Regions from separate parts of the Mus musculus genome. Here all the other regions are linked to region 1. The links are chromatin contacts, called in public HiChIP or PLAC-seq and Micro-C maps. All regions are on one chromosome and are shown on one strand. Each heading gives the region's core, a stretch centred on a gene start, on an enhancer-like site or on the middle of the called end of the contact. The rest is flanking DNA. Distances are from core to core; before and after follow the strand shown.

Evidence for each region. Hi-C and Micro-C count contacts between places; a contact is called where the count stands out from the background. HiChIP or PLAC-seq counts read pairs in DNA pulled down with a chosen protein or histone mark.
Region 2: a contact with region 1 is called in an H3K27ac HiChIP or PLAC-seq map of embryonic stem cells, with 8 times the contacts expected there. The contact joins the promoter of Platr21 here to the promoter of Esx1 in region 1.
Region 3: a Micro-C map of embryonic stem cells shows a contact between it and region 1, with 5 times the contacts expected there. The contact joins the promoter of Trap1a here to the promoter of Esx1 in region 1. A contact is called at or near these places in 2 of 484 Hi-C or Micro-C datasets (both in embryonic stem cells) and 1 of 115 datasets of contacts at active chromatin or transcription factors (embryonic stem cells).

The regions. Positions count from the first base shown.
Region 1 is chrX:137,119,005-137,121,635 of GRCm38.p6, forward strand. It overlaps Esx1 (extraembryonic, spermatogenesis, homeobox 1), which reads right to left and starts at 1,322. Exons shown (of 5, transcript NM_007957.2): 1 at 940-1,322; 2 at 567-692. The coding sequence starts at 1,024.
Region 2 is chrX:139,355,484-139,358,114 of GRCm38.p6, forward strand. It overlaps Platr21 (pluripotency associated transcript 21), which reads right to left and starts at 1,287. Exons shown (of 20, transcript NR_045455.1): 1 at 1,122-1,287; 2 at 807-890.
Region 3 is chrX:139,332,395-139,335,025 of GRCm38.p6, forward strand. Trap1a (tumor rejection antigen P1A) reads left to right here and starts at 1,289. Exons shown (of 3, transcript NM_011635.2): 1 at 1,289-2,013. The coding sequence starts at 1,560. The region is part of intron 3 of Platr21 (pluripotency associated transcript 21); the gene reads right to left.

The DNA.
Region 1 (2,631 bases), core at 72-2,571:
CCCGGGCCGCGGGTTGCGCGTCTCCGCGCCGCCCCTCTACCTTCTGCCTTTTTCCCACGCCGCGGGTCGCGCGTCTCCGCGCCGCCTTCCGTCCCTGCTCCCCGCCGCCCCTCTACCTTCTGCCTTTTTCCCACGCCGCGGGTCGCGCGTCGCCGCGCCGCCTTCCGTCCCTGCTCCCCGCCGCCCCTCTACCTGCTGCCTTCTCCCCAGGCCGCGGGTCGCGCGTCTCCGCGCTGCCGTCCCGGCTCCTCGACGCCTCTCTACCTGCCGCCCGCTCGCTACAGCGCTGCCACCCCTGCGCCTGCTGCCCCCTTCTCGCCGCCGCGGCTCTCCTCCCCATGCCGCCCCTCCACACAGTTCCCCTCCCGGCCGCCGCAGCCCCCACTCCACGCCGGACGCTACCCCCTCCGGCGTCCCCCACGCCGTCCCGCTCCCCGCCGCCGCCCCCACCCCCACCCCGGGGCTCCCTTCCCGCCGCCCTGCTTCCCCCACGCGCAACCCGGGAACATCAGGCCGAGCCCAAATTAAATTGCCCGTTAAGAACCTATCCCTGTCCAGATACTGACTCTCCATCTCCACTTCTTCCTCCTTCGGGCTGGCTCCAAAGTCGGAGTAGAAAGTTGTTTCAGATTCCGCGTTTTCCTGGTAGTCTGCTCCCTCCAAAAGCGTTGAGCTCAAGCTAGGCTGTGGATCTGGAGAAGGGGGAAAAGAAAAAAGAAAAAAAAAAAAGAAAAGCGGTTTGGAGCCTAGGTAGGGCTGGGAAGAGTGGGAAGAGCGAGGCGCCACTCTAAAGGAGCGGCGGAGACTGCGAAGGTCCGAGAAGCTGACCGCACTTCGTCACCTTCTGTGCGCGCGCATACGTGCGCGCGCACAGAAAAAAAAAAGTTGTCCTCCCGAGTTCTTCTCGAATCTAAACGCGTCGAGGCGGCACCGACTGACCCTGAAGTGTTTCCTCCTTCACTGCTCCAACAAAGGTCTTCAAGTCAGTGCAGTAGCAGCAGGGGCACTTTTTGTGAGATTCCATGACCGGAGCGCGGTGGGTTGTTAAGTCACCAGCTTCTGCGGACTTCTTGGCTTCCGAGGTCCTGGCCAGAGGTGGTACCAGCTGCTTCTCCCGTACCCGAGTGGCGCTCGTTGAGGAGTCACGCCCCTTTTATAGGGTGGTCAGCCCTTGTGCCTCTTAGGGATCAGATTTTACGTAGTGTGCCTCCGCTCAAGCCCCCATTAGAAATAGGAGTGTTTCCATTCGGAATGGGTGGGACTACACTGTAGGGTGGGACTACATTGTAGGGGGTGCTCTGGTGACAGGGAGTGTGTTTGTTAAAGTGCCGGTCGGACTTTGAGCTCCCTACGCGCCCGCGCGCGCGCACGCGCGCGCGGAGACCCGCTTCCACGTGCTGTTAACTGACTTTTCAACTCTACCTAGGCGTCCCAGAGCACTAAGGGGCTGCACAAGACTGTGAATCATAATTTAGCAGCTCCGAGTTCGCACCAGCTCGCACACCCTTAAATATTATGTTCCGAAGCATGTCATTTTACGTCCCCCAAGGAAAAAATTTACGTGGACTTACGGGTTGGGAACGCACAGTCTAACAAAATGGGTTCCCCCTCCCGCCACCCTTTGGACACTGGACTCGACCAAGGACTCGGTGACTTATGACTAGAGCTTTGTTTGTTGTTTTTGTACTCTTGCACCTAGAGTCTGAATTAGAGCCCTAATATGTTTAGGTAGGCAGGAAGCTGGGTTTTGTAGTTTTTTGGGGGTTTTGTTTTGGCTTTTTGGGCTTTTTTTTTTGTGGCTTTTCGAGGCAAAGTTTCTCTGTGCATCCCTAGCTGTCCTAGAACACACACCGTAGAGTGTGCTGGCCTCGAACTTAGAGATACTCTTGCTTGCCGCTGCCTCCCAAGTGCTGGAAGCCAACAAGGCCAGCTTTTCGAGCTTTGAGTTGGTTCCCAAAGCTTTCCCAGAACGTAGTGAGTTGGCTTTGCCAACAAACTCAGCAGCGTCTTTGGGGTGACACAGGCGCAAGTAGGACGGACACCTTGCAAGAAACCCTTTATGCCTCTTCAAATACTTCTAGAGCGTTGTAATTTTTGGGAACGAACCGGCTTACTATAAAGGACTCTGCCAAAAGCTTAAGAGACCCAAAAATGCCTAAGTTACTTGAGTTTGGTGCCTTTGCGGAGTTAGATAGCTCGCTCTTAGTACAAAATGCATCGTAGAAACTTGCTCTGCCTTGAACCAAAAGCCCGCCTAATTCTGGGGTATCTAAGCTCAAAAGGCGGGAGAACGCTCTACCTCCACATTCACGCCCCTCCCCCTTCCTTTTCCTGGGACTATCTCCCCCCCCCCCCCCGTCTAGAAAATGGCGAGTCAAATTTAAAACGGCTGTATAATTTTCCAAAAGATGTTCTCAAGTGTTGACATCCTTGTTTTTTGTGGTCCTTGTGTTTGGCACTGCACGATTTGTTCTACATTTTTGCCTTTACAGGCCTTTGGTTGGCATTTTCACTTTTGTTACGGGGGGGGGGTAGTAGGGGCACGGGGTACGTGTTCGAGACAGGGTTTTCCCAATGGCACCAGCCCTGGCTGTCCCGGACTCACAGTGGTGGGCCTTTTCGCAGGAGGCC
Region 2 (2,631 bases), core at 37-2,536, 2.2 Mb after region 1:
ACCACAGCAAATTCTTAAGCCCTGTTTGATCCGAAACACAGATTCTTAATGCTCAAAACATCAGACATAGCTGATAGTATTTAAGGAACTCTTACACTTCCCTCTGAAACTTCACAGACCTTGCCTCCATCATCTGTACTACTCCCAGCATCTTCTAAGTTCCCACCAAATAGCAGCTCATTAAACATTGAGCAGTCAGAGGTTTTTCTAGGGTCGAAAGAATGTGTGCCCAAGTGCCTGTCCTATAGTGCATAACAAGTAGAGAAGAAAACTCTGGCTTGAGAATGTACCCTACGTATCTAGATCTGCATGTTATGTTCCTTTTACACACAAACTTTTGGCTTGGTACCTTCACAAGGAGCAGAGAAAGGACTAAAAACCTGTACATATGAAAGCGGAGGGATGGGTGAAGCAAAAAGCCTAAAGACTGGATGTCTCTGGGTTGCTCCACTCACTCTGCAGGTGCGGAGGCACCTGGGGAGTGTGGCCGGTCAGGTTATTGAGTGAAATATTTTACATTGTTAGCTCAATGGCCTCAAAAGGCTCTGGCTAATAGAAGAGTTGAAATCTGCTCTCAGATGGAAACCACATCCTGTCAGCACCTGTCTAGACCCCGTGAACCACAGCCTCATTTGCAGCCTTGATTTTACTTGAACGTGGGAGCTGCCAATCATCAGGAAATGCCCTATGCTCAGAACATAGCAATGTCTCAAGCAGCAGACAGCATCTCAGGCATCAACTTCCAGGGGCCTCCTGCAGACATGTAGCCCAGCCCAGTCTGTCAGAAGCACATACACCCTTCTTACCTCTCCCACTGCTGAAGCAAGTAGAAGCAGCAGCAATCGGGCAGAATGGATGTTCCCACACATGTTTTTTTTTTCCCCCAGAGGCTGGAAAACAGTGATTCGGTGCATGCATGTTACCAGACAGGATACGGTGTTAAAGGATACACATTCTAAAAAGTAAACAGGGAGGAAGCAGCCAGGTGGGAGCCTCAGAGAAACGCACTGATTCAACTCCCTAAAGAGCATAACATGAAGTCAAAAGGAGCAAATTCTCCAGAGTGGTGGGCTCTTCCTTCCAGGGGTACCCGATTCATTTAAGAAAAGCAGCCTACTCACAGTGACCTTCTGAGCTGAGCCACACTGTTTATGTTCTCTGCTCAAAGCCACATCGCCTTATCTTGATGGTATGAAGTGCCAATTCCACCTAAGCCTTGTTCTTGCACATCTGTTCCCAGGGCTGAATATGTGGCACAAGGTGCAGAAAGAGCATCTTACTCACATTGCAGAAATGGATGATGTTTATTCAGTAAAAGCGATCTCAGATTCTTAAGGGGGCAGGGCTGTCTTCGCAAAGACCTGTTTTCAGTGAATTAGCATTTTACTAATCAATGGTTTCTAGTCTGGAAATGTCGAAGATAATGTCATATGTGCATACTCAGTGATAGTGCGAGGGAGCTGGCTTTTTCCCGAGTTCCCTGATTTATGCACTCCAAATATCCAAGATTATTATGAGTACCGTTTTCTTCCAAAGAGCAGCTTGTGAGATCACTAAGAGCCTGCACTGTGTGAAAATCTGCTGTACCCTTGTCCATCTACCTATTTTGTTATTGGTTCATGTTCACTTTGGGTGAGCCTTATACGAACATGTTCTTCATTATTTTTAACATAAAATTTTATTTTTAATAATTCCAAAGTGAGGAGGCTGGGAAGATGGCTCAGTGGGTAAAAGGACTTACAGTACGAATGTGAAGACCTGAGTTTGATCCCCGTCATGCATGCAAAATCCAGGCATGGTTATATATGCCTGTAATCCCAGTGTTGGGACCTTGAAGCCAAGTGAATCTGAGAGATTGCTGGCCAGCTAGCTTGGCCAAATCCATAAACCAAAGGTTCAGTGAGAGACTGTCTGTCAAGAAATAGAACAGAGGATGGTAAGGCAGGACACCTAACATTCTCCTCTGGCTTCCACACACAGGTGGGAACAAGCCGGCGCGCGGACACACACACACACACACACACACACACACACAAACATGTAAGCATCACACACACACAAATATTCTAAAGTGAGTACTTGAAGGCCTTGGTTCAGTATCCTCTTGCTATTATAAAATACTTGCCCTGACCGTGGGGAAACTCCCTCGCAGATACCATGACTGGATGGCTCTTCCCAGCTTTTCATAAAATGGAGGACTCCCTTTTGCAGCAGAGAGTCCCTTGTCTGGGGAGCCTAACCCCACACAGCCTCTCCCGCCGGCTGCCAAGGAACCGACCTACAAACTAACCCCTCCCCCATAAGAACCCACCCAGCAGGTACCTGAGATTCCTGAAATGCCTCTCCATGCAAATGAGACAATTCACAGAACTTGAAACTCCAGCCAAGGAGTTTCATTTACCCTGTGAACTCCTTTCCACTCTCCAAAGTCGATATAGAGCCCTGTTCCACCCCCAAATAAAGGCTATGCGTACAAGCCTGCCCCAGATACAGGTATGCACACAAGACTGTCTTAAGAGAGCTGTTTCATTGAAAACCTTGGCAGAAGGCTTTCTTTCTCCACTCGCGCCACTCCCTTCTCCCCTCTCCCACACTCACTCCCCAGCTGGACTGGGATCCTCCAGAACCCCA
Region 3 (2,631 bases), core at 39-2,538, 2.2 Mb after region 1:
ACAACCAGAGCTACACAGAGAAAGCCTGTCTCGAAAAACCAAAAAAAAAAAAAAAAAAAAAAAGTCAACCATGTCATGTTTCCCTTTCTGGTTTCAGGATTCTCCTAAAAAGACACACACACACACACACACACACACACACACACACACACACACACACACACAAACACACACAATCTAGACCATGTAAAACATGTACATATGTACCATACTAAACATAGTACGTCATTAATAATGTACAGTAAAAACAAACTCTCAAATTCAAGGCTATTTGTGTCCCGGAAGAAAAATAGTCCATAATTATACATTTGACTTTGGCTTTTTTAGTGTTCTTATTTGAAACTGGAGCCCTTAAATAGAGCTCCCTTCAACCAAAGTTAAAACATAGCATGCGCGCGCACACACTGCAATGGTGGCAAGCCTTTCTGTCACAGTCCCCTGGAGACTACTTCTGTACAGACTTTTGCCACCCCTCTCGCGCCTCCTGCAATCCCCTGACCTGTGGGTTTCTCCTGCTTTGTCCACTATTACGGTTCTATCCTATGTGGCTTGTGTGCCGAAACTGATGGAGGTGAAGGATGAAACTGGACCACAAATCACTTGCAGCAGCCCTGGTTCCTCTGGAGTAGCAGACTAGCGTATTAGTCTTCATGATTTTTGCAGAATGGTGGCCACGAACAGTTTTTTTGTTTGTTTGGTTTTGTTTGTTTGGTTTTGTTTGTTTGTTTGTTTGTTTGTTTGTTTTTCGAGACAGGGTTTCTCTGTATATCCCTGGCTGTCCTGGAACTCACTCTGTAGACCAGGCTGGCCTCGAACTCAGAAATCCACCTGCCTCTGCCTCCCGAGTGCTGGGATTAAGTGCGCCACCACGCCTGGCTCCCACGAACAGTTTTAGTACTGTTAATCCTTACGAATGGCCATTCTCTCTCGGGTGTGAAGTTTGGAGATCGCTTATAACATATTGCTATGTTTCTCATGTTAAAAGCCTGTGTACGGTTTGTTACAAGTTGTCCCTAAGAAACTATGCAAAACACGCCGATCTCTGTACCAAATAATCGGCTATGCTGTAACACTGTACACTGTAAGACAGTTCCGTTACCACAGGAGAATGAAAAGAACCCGGGACTCCCAAAGACGCTAGATGTGTGAAGATCCTGATCACTCATTGGGTGTCTGAGTTCTGCGATATTCATCCCTCAGCCAATGAGCTTACTGTTCTCGTGGGGGGTTTGTGAGCCTTGGGTAGGAAGTTTTGCAAGTTCCGCCTACAGCTCTAGCTTGTGAATTTGTACCCTTTCACGTAAAAAAGTAGTCCAGAGTTTACTACACCCTCCCTCCCCCCTCCCACCTCGTGCTGTGCTGAGTTTAGAAGTCTTCCTTATAGAAGTCTTCCGTATAGAACTCTTCCGGAGGAAGGAGGGAGGACCCCCCCCCTTTGCTCTCCCAGCATGCATTGTGTCAACGCCATTGCACTGAGCTGGTCGAAGAAGTAAGCCGCTAGCTTGCGACTCTACTCTTATCTTAACTTAGCTCGGCTTCCTGCTGGTACCCTTTGTGCCATGTCTGATAACAAGAAGCCAGACAAAGCCCACAGTGGCTCAGGTGGTGACGGTGATGGGAATAGGTGCAATTTATTGCACCGGTACTCCCTGGAAGAAATTCTGCCTTATCTAGGGTGGCTGGTCTTCGCTGTTGTCACAACAAGTTTTCTGGCGCTCCAGATGTTCATAGACGCCCTTTATGAGGAGCAGTATGAAAGGGATGTGGCCTGGATAGCCAGGCAAAGCAAGCGCATGTCCTCTGTCGATGAGGATGAAGACGATGAGGATGATGAGGATGACTACTACGACGACGAGGACGACGACGACGATGCCTTCTATGATGATGAGGATGATGAGGAAGAAGAATTGGAGAACCTGATGGATGATGAATCAGAAGATGAGGCCGAAGAAGAGATGAGCGTGGAAATGGGTGCCGGAGCTGAGGAAATGGGTGCTGGCGCTAACTGTGCCTGTGAGTAACCCGTGGTCTTTACTCTAGATTCAGGTGGGGTGCATTCTTTACTCTTGCCCACATCTGTAGTAAAGACCACATTTTGGTTGGGGGTCATTGCTGGAGCCATTCCTGGCTCTCCTGTCCACGCCTATCCCCGCTCCTCCCATCCCCCAGTCCTTGCTCCGCTCTCTTCCCTTTTCCCACCTTGCCTCTGGAGCTTCAGTCCATCCTGCTCTGCTCCCTTTCCCCTTTGCTCTCCTTGCTCCCCTCCCCCTCGGCTCAACTTTTCGTGCCTTCTGCTCTCTGATCCCCACCCTCTTCAGGCTTCCCCATTTGCTCCTCTCCCGAAACCCTCCCCTTCCTGTTCCCCTTTTCGCGCCTTTTCTTTCCTGCTCCCCTCCCCCTCCCTATTTACCTTTCACCAGCTTTGCTCTCCCTGCTCCCCTCCCCCTTTTGCACCTTTTCTTTTCCTGCTCCCCTCCCCCTCCCCTCCCTGTTTACCCTTCACCGCTTTTCCTCTACCTGCTTCCCTCCCCCTTGCTGCTCCCTCCCTATTTGCATTTTCGGGTGCTCCCCCCTCCCCCTCCCTCCCTATTTGCATTTTCGGGTGCTCCTCCCTCCCCCTCCCCAGGCCTT